Linked DNA regions of Ovis aries: region 1 is linked to region 2. Evidence: chromatin contacts called from public Hi-C data. All regions are on one chromosome and are shown on one strand. The core of a region is the stretch at or near the end of the contact, and the rest is flanking DNA. Distances in the headings are between cores, read along the strand shown.

The links. A called contact is a pair of places that touch in the nucleus more often than the background predicts.
Region 1: a Hi-C map of mixed tissues shows a contact between it and region 2, with 2.5 times the contacts expected there. The contact joins the promoter of CAT here to the enhancer-like site in region 2. A contact is called at or near these places in 2 of 16 Hi-C or Micro-C datasets (liver and mixed tissues).

The regions. Positions count from the first base shown.
Region 1 is chr15:63,782,284-63,789,147 of ARS-UI_Ramb_v3.0, reverse strand. It overlaps CAT (catalase), which reads right to left and starts at 1,255. Exons shown (of 12, transcript XM_060400055.1): 1 at 1-1,255. LOC114118450 (a long non-coding RNA gene) reads left to right here and starts at 1,438. Exons shown (of 6, transcript XR_009596663.1): 1 at 1,438-6,864.
Region 2 is chr15:63,751,844-63,757,904 of ARS-UI_Ramb_v3.0, reverse strand. LOC114118450 (a long non-coding RNA gene) reads left to right here. Exons shown (of 6, transcript XR_009596663.1): 4 at 203-381; 5 at 1,015-1,229; 6 at 2,239-3,457. Among named protein-coding and RNA genes, the nearest start is that of ABTB2, 10 kb to the right of the region's middle. Within about 2 kb of position 4,399, at least 6 of the 54 cell types and tissues checked have an H3K27ac peak or open chromatin away from gene starts, as enhancers often do.

The sequences.
Region 1 (6,864 bases), core at 6-2,505, 34 kb before region 2:
CTGCATCCTAGGGGTACAGGCCAGGAATGACTGGCCAACCACTACAGGGCTGAATTCCTACTCAGCTGTAAAGCTCTTGTTCAGATGTCACCTGCTTTGAGAAGCCTGCCAACCAGGTCAGTCACTCCCTTTACACTCAGCAGATAACCTATATCAGCGCCCTGGCCACGGTGGAAGGTAACCATCTATTCACCTGTCTTGTCTCCCAAACTTGACTTTGAGCTTTCGGCCTCACTGGAATTTGCTCCACTTGCCCCAGCGCTGTGCCTAGCACACGCTGGCACTCAAAGCATAGGTGTAAATAAATGCATTAATTAATCACTAAGGTCACTTTTAGCTCTAAAATGCTAGACGATGTTTTTAAGTGCAAAAGAAATCATGGGTATAAAAATTCTTTTATTTAGCTGTTTAATGCTGTATGTGCGCTTCCCTGGTGGCCCAGATGGTAAAGAATCTGCCTGCAACACGGGAGACCTGGGTTCCATCCCTGGGTCGGGAAGATCCCCTGGAGAAGGGAATGGCAACCCACTCCAGCATTCTTGCCTGGATAATTCCATGGACAGAGCAGTCTGTCTGTGGGCTACAGTTCATGGGGTTACAGAGAGTCGGACACGACTGAGCAACTAACACACAAACAATGCTTTATGTTCAGTGCTGGGGACATGGAGATGATAAAAGACGTTTCCTGCCCCCAAGACACCCCCCACCCCAAATACGAAAGCTGGTAGTTATTGTTTGAGCGAGGGCAAAGCTAGAGCCTGCTCCTGCTTCCCCGTCACTTCCTTTCTTGCAGCTGCAGCTCTCTGCCTCTTTCCCCATAAGCCTTCACTGCTGCCTCAAACTGCAACCTCTGTCCCAGCTGGCAAAGGCGCAAAACTGTAAGCCAACCACCCACGACCTGCAGCCTACCACAAATCCTGCAGGACCGCTGCCCCCGGGGCCCAGAACCCTCTCCCCTCCCGCCCGCGAATGTAACAGCCCAACCAGACGGAAAGGAAGCACACGCACACCCCTAGGCCCCCCGCGATCGATGGTACAGCCCTCCCTCCCCAGAACCTCCGCGCTGGGGCAGCAGGGGCCGTTACTTGAGGACACCCAGCTTCCTACGCGGACCGTAGGGCCGGCTCGGAGAGCGCAGGGTGTACCTGCGCGGCCCTCTGCTCCTTCCAATGTTTCATCTGGTCGCTGGCTGGATCCCGGTTGTCCGCCATGGTGTCTGAGCGGCGCTGCAGAACTTTGCAGGTGGGCTCGGCTCACGCGTCTCCAGCGCCGCAGCTGAAATAGGCGACTTCAGACTCCGCCACTCAGCTCCGCCCCCCCATCCCGCCCCCTCGGCAGGGCCGCCACCTGATTGGCCACTTGAGCTCCAGGCGGAATGGGATTGGAAGCCAAGTAGGGGCAGGGCTGAGGAGCAAGGACTCGGGGAGAGGAGAGGCTGGGGAGAGATAGGAAAAGGAACGGCGCCTCCTCACCTCCGACCCCCAAACTCCAGATTAACTAATTTGGGTTTGGCCCCCGCGTACCCGGATGTGACTGTCTCCTCGGCTTATCAGTATCCTTCAGGGTGCCCTGGGAGGTAGCGGTTGGTGGTCTGCCAGTTTTTTTGAGGGAATGCTTAGGCCCTGCTGGGTGGGGCTTTGAACTCTGGTAACATGCTCTCAGCTCTTAAAAAGCAGAGAAAAAGAAATCCACCGTTGAGTTCCTCTGTGCAAAATGAAGGTTTGTCATGCTCCAATGTTAATAATTTTGTTTACAACTGAAAGGATTGGTGGAATTTGGAATAAATGCAAATACTGGTTCTATATTTAAGTATGACCAGTGATCACACTCGCAAATGTCGCATAATTTTTCTTTGTCAAAGATTAGAGATGACATGTATACACTGCTATACAATGATATGTATACATTTAAAAATGGTTAGCCAACAAGGATCTGCTGTATAGCCCAGGGAACTCTGCTCAGTGTTATGTGGCAGCCTAGATGGGCCTGTAATCTGGGGGAAAATGGATAGGTGTGTATGTATGGCTGAATCTCTTTGCTGTCCACCTTAAACTATCACAACAATGTTGGTTGGCTATACTCCTGTATAAAATAAAAAGCTTTTAAAAATAAAAGTAAAAAGCACAGAAAAGTGAAATATTTGCAAGATCTAAATCTTAATAGTCTAAAATACGTAGGACAAAAACTCAGTCCTTTAGATTCCCTTTTTGGTTTAGAAGTTCCCCTTTTTGAGTGTCTGCTATGTGCTGGACACTGCTGATGGTTGCCAAACTCTACCACTTAATCTTCACAACAAAAAAAAATATAAAGGTCAGTGAAGTCTCCCCACCATGACAGACTATAAACAAGCATGAAGAGGTTGGCTTGCTCCTGATGTAGAATAATTAACTAAGTTAAATAAGATGTCCAAACCCACTATTTATTAACAGAAATGCTGCCTTAGAGTTTAGGAAATGTCTTCCCTAAGTCAATGTGACTAATTTTTGAGGTGTTTGAGCAATGCATTTTAATAAGTGAAATAACAATGTATTTTGTGATATTCCAGAAGAAAATTGCTCGAGTTCAACAGTGCAAAAATGGCTTATTCTATGAAAATATCTTCAATTGGTGTCTTACTCTTGTCAAGACGTTTAAATTAGGTAAAGTGTGAAAAGAGACTTGGTTATACCCAGCTAGAGAGATTGTTTACAAAGTCTGAGACTTGGCATAATAAAGCTGGGGGAAAATGGTCCTCCCAGACCTCAATAGAGATCTGTACTCCTACTACTTCTCATCCTGAGGCCACGTTATTGCTCTTTTCTTCCACTGTGTGAACCTCCCACTCATAGGGCATCACACTTCCCTTCCCCTAGTCGTTTCCATCCTCTTCTGGTCAGGAGTTGCCTTATTCCAAATAGGCTGCCATTCTTTTCTTTTACTGTGGGTTCATATCACTTTTTATACTTGAGCTTGAACTCCGGGAGATAGTGATGGACAGGGAGGCCTGGCATGCTGCGATTCATGGGGTCACAGAGTCGGACACGACTGAGCAACTGAACTGAACTGAACTGAACTGAACTTGGCCTTGGAAATGTTCACATACTCTTGGGAGTCTAGTTCAGTCACATTTGTATAAAAAAAGGATTTTTGTGGTTAGAACTGGTAATCTAACCACTGTCTATAATATTATTTGCATGAGAATAAGTCTTTCAAGCTTAAATTAAGTAGAAGGAGCTAGGGAGGGCTACCAAAAATTTTTTGCCAAGTCACGTTATGATCATTGGATCTATTAAAAGGCCCTAAGGAAGAAAAGAAAATACAGTACCCATAGAGAACTTTCAAGTATTTATGTACATGATTTATGGAATGATGTACATGATTTCCCCAGTGGTTCTATGTAAATCTCATCTCCCGTACCTGCTGATTTATATGTCTCCTTATGTTAAAGGCCCTTTGTTTCCTGGGCCTCAGCTGCTCAGTGGTAGGACTTTTCTTTCTTTTTTTCTTTTGGCTGCACCACATGGCCTTAGTTCCCCAACCAGGGATCAAACCTGCACAGTGTCTTAAAGTGGTAGGATTTTTGATTCTTTCTCGTTTTCACTGGGAATTGGATCAAATGCAATCTCTCTCCAGGTCATCACTTTGCTTATCTGCTTCTCTTGAAAAATAGGCATTTTGTTTGTTTGTTTGTTTGCTACTCCAGATTTACTCTCCATCCTTCTTGATTCTAATCTATACTCCAGAAATCTTGATTTTTATCATCCGCTTGGCCCCACGATACCCTGCCTTCTTCTTGAGTTCAGCCAATGGTGGGCTGGCGTGAGATCAGAGCTTAGGTGGAAAGAGGGACTAAATTATTCGTTATATTAGCGCCAAAGTTGGATTTTCCACAGAGTTAATGAAGCTTAATTTTAGAGTTCCTCACCTACACATGTTCCTTCCAAACTTTTGGGAGGAGTCCTCACAAAGTGCTTATGTGCACTTTTATGAGTCTGCGTAAAATGAGTGAGGTATTTAACCACAGTTGATATAACCATCATCTTTTCGAATCCGAATTCCCCTTCACCACATTACCTTTCTTATCAAGTGTCATTGGAATGACTGTGGTTATGTTTGGCATCCTGCTAAGGAGACATTGAGTTGGGGATTATTTGCATGAGTTTAGTGGAATACAGTTGACTTGCAGTCTCTTCCGTGTGTACTGAGTTATTGTTCGTAAAGCTTCCTTCGCAAGCTAGAGCGTGGCAGACTTATGTCTGACTCCGATACCAAGTATCTCTGTAGCCTTTCCTCTGTCTGGCAAGCATCACTGAGCCTTTGATTTCTTCTAATGCACAGAGACCCATGCTCAGCCTCTTGCCAACACCTGACCCTCTTTTCTCACCTCCCCTATCAAACTCCAGCACTTAGTTGTCTTGTCACTCGGTTTTATCTCCCATCACTGCCTTTCCTGTCCTCCTCACTCCACTAAGCTAAGATTCTTTTTTTTTTTTTTTTTGGGCCATGCTGCATGGCTTTCAGGATCTTAGTCCCCCGACCAGGGATTGAACCCAGGCTGCGGCAGGGAAAATGTGGAATCCTAACTACTGGATCACCAGAGAATATCCTATAACTCATTGATTTAAAATGGCATTATCAATAGTAAAGTATAAAATCAAAATGAAAGTTTTCTAAACTATAGATAACAAACACAAATTTTGATAAACTATGCTAGAAGGAAGATTGAATTACCTTCCTATTCTCTCTATTGAAAATTTTTACTTCTTTTGGTGGTCAAAAAGTATGCACTCAAAATGAAAAAAAAAAGTATTTTAGAGATATGTCAGGCTGTTAATAAAGTATTATGCTTTTGGGGGGGTGGTTTGTAATGTTTTTATGGTACTTTTTTGATTATTCAAGTTTGTAAGTTGTGATTTTTTTACCATTGTAAACAAAGATAGATTTTTATACTTAAGTGTGTGTTCTTTTCCTTATAGAGACAGTGGAAAGTATACATATAAGCTTCAAATCCCGCAAAATTGGGATCCACTCTAAGCAAGCTCACTGCCTGCCTACCCTGCCATAATTCCCTGATTTCTTGGAAACAGCCATGTCCTACAGCTGTAGGTATGTTGCTGCTGCTGCTGCTGCTAAGTCGCTTCAGTCGTGTCCGACTCTGTGTGACCCCATAGACAGCAGCCCACCAGGCTCCCCTGTCCCTGGGATTCTCCAGGCAAGAACACTGGAGTGGGTTGCCATTTCCTTCTCCAGTGCATAAAAGTGAAAAGTGAAAGCAAAGTTGCTCAGTCGTGTCCGACTCTGCGCCCATGGACTGCAGCCTACCAGGCTCTTCCAGCCATGGGATTCTCCAGGCAAGAGTACCGGAGTGGGGGTGCCACTGCTTATAATTGGTTCCAAAAACCGCTCTTTTTCTTTGCCTCTTCAGAGGCAAGAATGGCACACAACCTACTTGCAGTCACAGATGTTTCCCCCTTTTCCTATACTCCTTTCATGAAAATTTCCACAATTGTCCCTTCAGAGTATACTGGGTTTTTTCAGGGATTCTAACTGATACAACTCATAAAAAGCAAAACAGTGTGATGCATTTTATCTTATTTTATTTTTAAATTTATTTTTTATTCAAGTACAAGTGATTGACAATGCTGTGTTACTTTCAAGTGTACAGAAAAGTAATGTAAATAGTTTATATATATATGAGTGATAGGTCACTCAGTCATGTCCAGCTCTTTGCGACCCCAGGGACTATAGCCTGCCAGGTTCCTCCATCCATGGCATTTTCCAGGCAAGAATACAGGAGTGGGTTGTCATTTCCTTTACCAAGGGATCTTCTCCACCCAGGGATCGAACCCTGATCTTCTGAGTTGCAGGCAGACTCCTTACCATCTGAGCCACCAGGAAAGTACTTTATATATTATATATAAAGGACTTTCCTTTATATATATTATTATATATAATAATATATTATATATACATACACATATATACATGCATATGTATATATTATATAATATATTATTATATATAATATATATATTCTTTTTCAGGTTATTTTCCCCTATAGGTTATTACAAAGTATTGAGTGTATGTGTATATATATATATACACATATATATATATATATAGAGAGAGAGAGAGAGTATATATATAGTATATATTCTTTTTCAGGTTCTTTTCCCCTATAGGTTATTACAAAATATTGAGTATAGTTCCCTGCGCTATACAGTAGGTCTTTATTGGTTGTCTGTTTTATATATAGTAGTATATGAATATTAATCCCAACCTTCTAATTTATCCCTCCCCATACCTTTCCCCTTTCCCCTTTGGTAGCCATCAGTTTTTTTTCTACGTGAGTCTACTTCTGTTTTGTAAATAAATTCATTGGAATAATTTTGTTTCAGATTCCAGATATAAACAATATCATATGATATTTGTCTTTGTCTGGCTTATTTCAGTGTGATTCAATTTAAAGGACACTTTCTGAAAAAAAAGAAAAGGATACTTTCTGGAGATATTATAGTCCTGTATTGCTTAATACTTATCCAGCCAGCATGGTGTCCAGCTTTTGACCTTAGCACCCATTTACATGTTTTAAAATTATTGAGGACTCCAAAGAGCTTTCTTTTGTCAATGTTGGAAATATATAGGTGTATATGATTAGAAATTATAACTGATAAATTTTAAATATTTAAATATTATTTTAAAATAAAAACAATAAGCCCAATATATGTTAACTTAAATGACATATTATTGTAAAAAATAAGCATATTTTCAAAAAATTAGAATATGTTTTACATTTTTGCAAATCCTTTACTGTCTGGCATAGAAGACAACTGGATTCTCATATCTGCTTTCACATTCCATCTGATGCAGTATCAGATCATGTAA
Region 2 (6,061 bases), core at 3,150-5,649:
CCGCCCATGGGATTTTCCAGGCAAGAGTACTGGAGTGGGGTGCCATTGCCTTCTCCGAGGGCGTCTATAGGAAATCTCTATACCTTCCGGTCAGTTTTGCTATGAACCTAAAATACCTCTTAAAAAAAATTCTAAAAAGCAAAAGTGGATGATAGCAAAACCAGAGTCCCTAATCAAAATATCAAATCAATTGTTCCTACAGAAATTTGGAAAGGTTATAACAGATTTTTATACGAGTGGAAGAGTCGAATGATGTTGACTCGTTATTAAACTGCCAAAATCGATGCTAAGACAGTCACAATCTGAGTCGTCACTTTATACAACTGTCACTTCAGCAATAAGGAAGAATAAAGAATATTGATTCTATTTCATCTGCTCCCTGTAAGTGCAGATTTTGCGTGGGGGTTGTAAGGTAATCGGAAGAGCTATTTCACTAAATTGTTTTTCAGTTGTTGACTAAGAGTTTGTGGTAACTCATCCTAGTCACTGGCCTAAATGATGTTTCTTGTTACAATCCTGGTTTCTTTCTAGCTAATCCATCCTATCTTGAATCTTCTTTGCCTGAGAGAGAAAGAGTGTTTTAAATGTCCTACACTGTAGCATTTGTAACTATTTACAAATCCTTTGCCATACAGTCTTAACAAGTAAAATGTGTTACAAGGAGATAGAACTTTCTGGTTTTGAGCAATGTGCGTTACATAATTCAGTATAACTCAACTGAGTTTAATGCAACAAATATTTATTGAGTGCCTATTCTGGGTTTAAACTTTGCTCTTGGGTGGAAGGGGCAGGGTTTGGAGCAAGAGGTATAAATCAGAGTTCTTTATTTCCAGAAATAGGCAATGTGGTTGGAAAGAAAAGACATAGATCCATGAAACAATTCAATCACATTATTGGGCATACATGATAAGTGTCATTCATCAATCTGTTCCCCAAAAAAATGTTGACTGTTTTCCGTGTGACTAAGTAGTTTCTGGGGATACACAGTTAAATGAAATAATCTCTGCCTTCAAGGTGCTGATAATAAAATGGGAAAACCGGACAAGTGAATAAGAGCCTCACTGCTTAGAGGAGAGATGGTGGCAGCAGAAATGGGATCAAGGAATGTGTGGGGTCTGGAAAGTGATGAAAAGTTTCATGGAAGACGTGGTTCCAGGAGACCCCACTAAAAGGCACTGGGGATCTGTGGAGAAATGGCTGAGCCAGGCCTGGAGCAGGGAAAGTATGAGGTGAGACTGGGGGTGAGGGTATCAGGTCTGTTCATGAGCTACTTCCAACCAAGTATTGGGTTGGCCAAAAAGTTCGTTCCAGTTTAACCTGAGTGAACTTTTTGGCCAACCCAATACATTGTTTTAAGAACAGTCATGCATGAAACAGGTGAGAGCACTACGTGGGAAATGAAAATAGGCTAGACTACTAGGGGTAGTTTCATGGGGAAGCGGGAGTAGGGACTCTGGTGAAAGATTTAGGTGGGAAAGTTCCTCACAGTGTCGTTTACACCGCAAACAGACAAGGAGAAACACAGAAAAGAAGAACAGAAGGAAGGAAAGAAAAAGACAAGAGGGAGGGAGGGAGGACAGGGGAAAAGAAAGGAGAAAAAAAGACAAAATGAGAAAGGAAAAGAGAACGGAGGAAGGAATGAAGAAAGAAAGACCACAATAAAAAGCCTCAATGAAGAAAAAACACAATAGAAAGCCTTAATAAAGGGCTAGCTGAAGAAAGTAAGGCCCGCCATGCAATAGAATGTTACTCAGTCATTTTAGAAGGCTGCAGTAAAATGCAGGACTAGCTTGTAAAGATGACCATGATATTTTGTAGAACTTACTTGTTACATAAACCCATTTGTGTGAAAAGAGAAAAAGTAGTGAGTGTTCGTAGAGAGGTGTGTGTGTTAAGCTTAAGGAAAATTCTGAATGCCCAACAGTTAAGAGGCATGAACCTGAAAGAATAAACAAAGGACTTTCACTTCCTACTTTGTAAACTTTAAGTGATGGTTTTACAGTTACTTTCATTTTATTTTTCTAAATACAAATTTTAAATATAGAAAAATATGTTAATATTTTAAAAGGTGCTATCCTAAACTGCTAATATAAACTTTAAAGGCATCTTTCTTCTAGCTTTGCTTGGGGTGGTGATGACTTAAAAACCAAAACCCATACACAGGAAAAATAATTACTAGAGAGTTACTCCCTTCAATATCCTATTGATAAATGTTTGGGTGTATTGGCTTTATTTCAGAAACTAAGAAAACAGAGTAACAGTAATGGTTCATCCTGACACCATGGAGATTTTCACGTCGGAGGGGAAGCTGCTGCTACTGCTAAGTCGCTTCAGTCGTGTCCAACTCTGTGCGACCCCATGGACGGCAGCCCATCAGGCTCCCCCGTCCCTGGGATTCTCCAGGCAAGAACACTGGAATGGGTTGCCATTTCCTTCTCCAGTGCATGAAAGTGAAAAGTGAAAGTGAAGTCGCTCAGTTGTGTCCAACTCTTAGCGACCCCATGGACTGCAGCCCACCAGGCTTCTGTCCATGGGATTTTTCAGGCAAGAGTACTGGAGTGGGGTGCCATTGCCTCCTCCGGGAGGGGAAGCTAGTACCTAGTAAAGTGTACTCTGAACCCCATAACCTAAGGAGAGCCCACATGTGGAAGTGTCTTTTTGGCCTTAGAGATGTATTTTGTGAGCCCAGGGGATATTTCTCAGTGTGAAACTAGCCAGACTCATAAGAACCGTCCCGTTAGCACAGTGGATAAGAATCTGCCTGCCAGGGCAGGGGATACGCAGGTTCAGTCCCTAGTCCGGGAGGATTCCACATGCTGAGGAGCAGCTAAGCCCGTATGCCACAGCTGCTAAGCCCTAGAGCCTGTGCTCCACAGCGAGAACCCACTACATGACAAGCCAGCACGTCACAACTAGAGTAGCCCCTGCTCTCCACAACTAGAGAAAGTCTTTGTGCAGCGATGAAGACCCAGTGTAGCCAAAAATAAATAAATAAATGAATGGAGCAGTGTGAACATGTAAAAACAAGAATGGTCCCTTAAGTACTGTTCGAAACCACTGTGTCAGGTCAGCAAAGACTTAGATGAACATTACTCAGTGTCATGATACTTGAGATTTGCTTAAAAAATATTGGAGCCGGGGAAGTAGGTGACAGTGTAAACAAGGTTGACCATAAATTGATAATTATTAAAGTTGGATAATGAGTACATGGGGGTTCATTATAAAATTGCATTTTTAATATATTTGGAATTTTCAATAACAAAAAGGTTTTTTAAAGTGTTTAATGAAGATCATTCAAGTAGAAGTCACAAATCTTGGTTATTAATCTTGGTTATTCATCAGGTTTTTGATCCTGATTTGTTTGTTGACCAAATTGAAGCAAGAAATTTTATGTGCTTCAGGGTTCATCTATAATACAGAGTTCATCCCTGAAATCCAATAAACTCTTCAATTCTAAGTTGGTTTCTTACTTTGGTTCAGAGTGCTTTTAAAGAGGACTCAAATAGCAGATTTCCTGGCTGTGATTAGGCAATTTCACTGTCAAGGCCTGGGTTCAATCTCTGGTTGGGGAACTAAGATCCTACAAGTTGAGCGGTGAGGCCAAAAAATAAATAAAACAGACTAAAATAGAGGCTCAATTTTTAACCCATTGGTGTTAAGATATATTCCCATCATATTTGTAGCCTTAATTGTCTGCAAATGAATTCAGCAATAAAAAGCCTAAGGAGACCACAGTCTGAACTCTGAAAATCATTTATTCCAGTCCCACCTATAAATCAGCTATCCCTGGGCTTGGAGTTGCCCTTCCTTAAGGACAGACAGAGACATCTTCAAACTTTGGAAGAAATTCAGCAGTAGGAATAGCTGTTTGGTCCCGGATCTACCCACTCAGGAGATTTTAAACTTAAAAAAAATAAAATTAAGATCCAGTTCATGATTAAAGAACTAGACTTTTTAAGAGAAAGCTTTTAGCAAAATGAACGAGAGTGCCGCCTGCTGGGAACAGAACTTCCTAAGGCGCATACTGAAGAGTGTTTCCTGGGCCCCACCCTGTTTGAATCACCTGAGAGCCACTGGTTAAAATGGAATGTTCTAGGCTCTAGACCTGTTGTATCAGAGTCCCGGAAGGTGGGGCTCAAATATTTATACTTTATACAAGAGACAAATGCCTTAGTTCCCAAACTTGCCTGATAAGAATCATCTGGGAATGCTTGTTTAAAATACTTTCACCTGAATCACACTCCAGGCTTATAGAATGAGGACATCCAAAATAGGCCCTGATAGGAATCAGCTGGGGCAGGAGGGCGAGAGCAATAGGTGAGGGAGATTAGGCGGTACAAGCATCCAGTTACAAAATAAATGAGTCAAGGGGGGGTGAAATGCCCAGCATGGAGAATACAGTTGATAATACTGTAATAACTTTGTATGGTGACAGATGGCGACTAGACTTATCGTGGTGACGGTTTATAGAAACACTGAATCACTAGATTGTGAACTTAGGACTAATAGAGTGTTGTTTCAGGTCAGTATCAGTTCAGTTCAGTCGCTCAGTCGTGTCCAACTCTGTGCGACCCCATGAATCGCAGCACGCCAGGCCTCCCTGTCCATCACCAACTCCCGGAGTTCACTCAGACTCACAGCCATCGGATCAGTGATGCCGTCCAGCCATCTCATCCTCTGTCGTCCCCTTCTCCTCCTGCCCCCAATCCCCCCCAGCACCAGAGTCTTTTCCAATGAGTCAACTCTTTACCTGAGGTGGCCAAAGTACTGCAGCTTCAGCTTTAGCATCATTCCTTCCAAAGAAATCCCAGGGCTGATCTCCTTCAGAATGGACTGGTTGGATCTCCTTGCAGTCCAAGGGACCCTCAAGAGTCTTCTCCAACACCACAGTTCAAAAGCATCAATTCTTCGGTGCTCAGCCTTCTTCACAGTCCAATTCTCACATCCGTACATGACCACAGGAAAAACCATAGCCTTGACTAGACGGACCTTAGTCGGCAAAGTAATGTCTTCAATTCAAATACATACGTACATACATACATACACACACAGTATGGAGAATGGGAAATCACCTGAGAAAGCTTGTTTCAAATACTTTTACTTTTTCCAGGCTAACTGAATCAGGAACTCCAGGAAAGGTGACTGAGACTTTAAATGTGTAGTAAGAATGCCAGATGAATCTTAAGAGATGAATGTTTAGTAAATATAGCAAATTTAAGCGTCATTTCATACTGTTCATGGGGAAGAAAAGCTATGATCAACCTAGACAGCATATTAAAAAACAGAGACATTACTTCACCAACAAAGGTCCGTCTAGTCAGAGCTATGGTTTCTCCAGTAGTCATGTATGGATGTGAGAGTTGGACTATAAAGAAAGCTGAGCATCAAAGAGTTGATGCTTTTGAACTGTGGTGTTGGAGAAGACTCTTGAGAATCCCTTTAACTGCAAGGAGATCCAACCAGTCCACCCTAAAGGAAATTAGTCTTGAATATTCATTGGAAGGACTGATGCTGAAGCTGAAACTCCAATACTTTGGCCACCTGATGTGAAGCACTGACTCACTAGAGAAAACCCTGATGCTGGGAAAGATTGAAGGCGGGAGAAGGGGATGACAGAGGATGAGACGGTTGGATAGCATCACCAACACGTGTGATGGACATGAGCTTGAGTAGGCTCTGGGAGTTGGTGATGAACAGGGAAGTGGTGCAGTCCATGGGGTCTCAAAGAGTCGGATACGACTGAGCGACTGAACTTACTGAAAAGTCATACTTAACTCTAGATATGTTCCATGCCAAGACGGAACAGCACGATTGCAGTTCATTGATAACTGGTGTATAGAACATCCAGATGGGGGATTTGGCAACACTTCCTGGGTTTTCTGTCCTGTAGCTATAATTCAGCCTTGTAGCTGGAAGTTTCAGCCCATCCCTTAAAATTCTTGCCTTTAACACCTTGATGGCTGCATCTCTAATCACAGCTATCACATCTAAGATACCAGCTGCCTACAGAACTCCCCCTTGGAGAGATACCTCCCACATCTTGTTTACTTTGTCAGCTTTT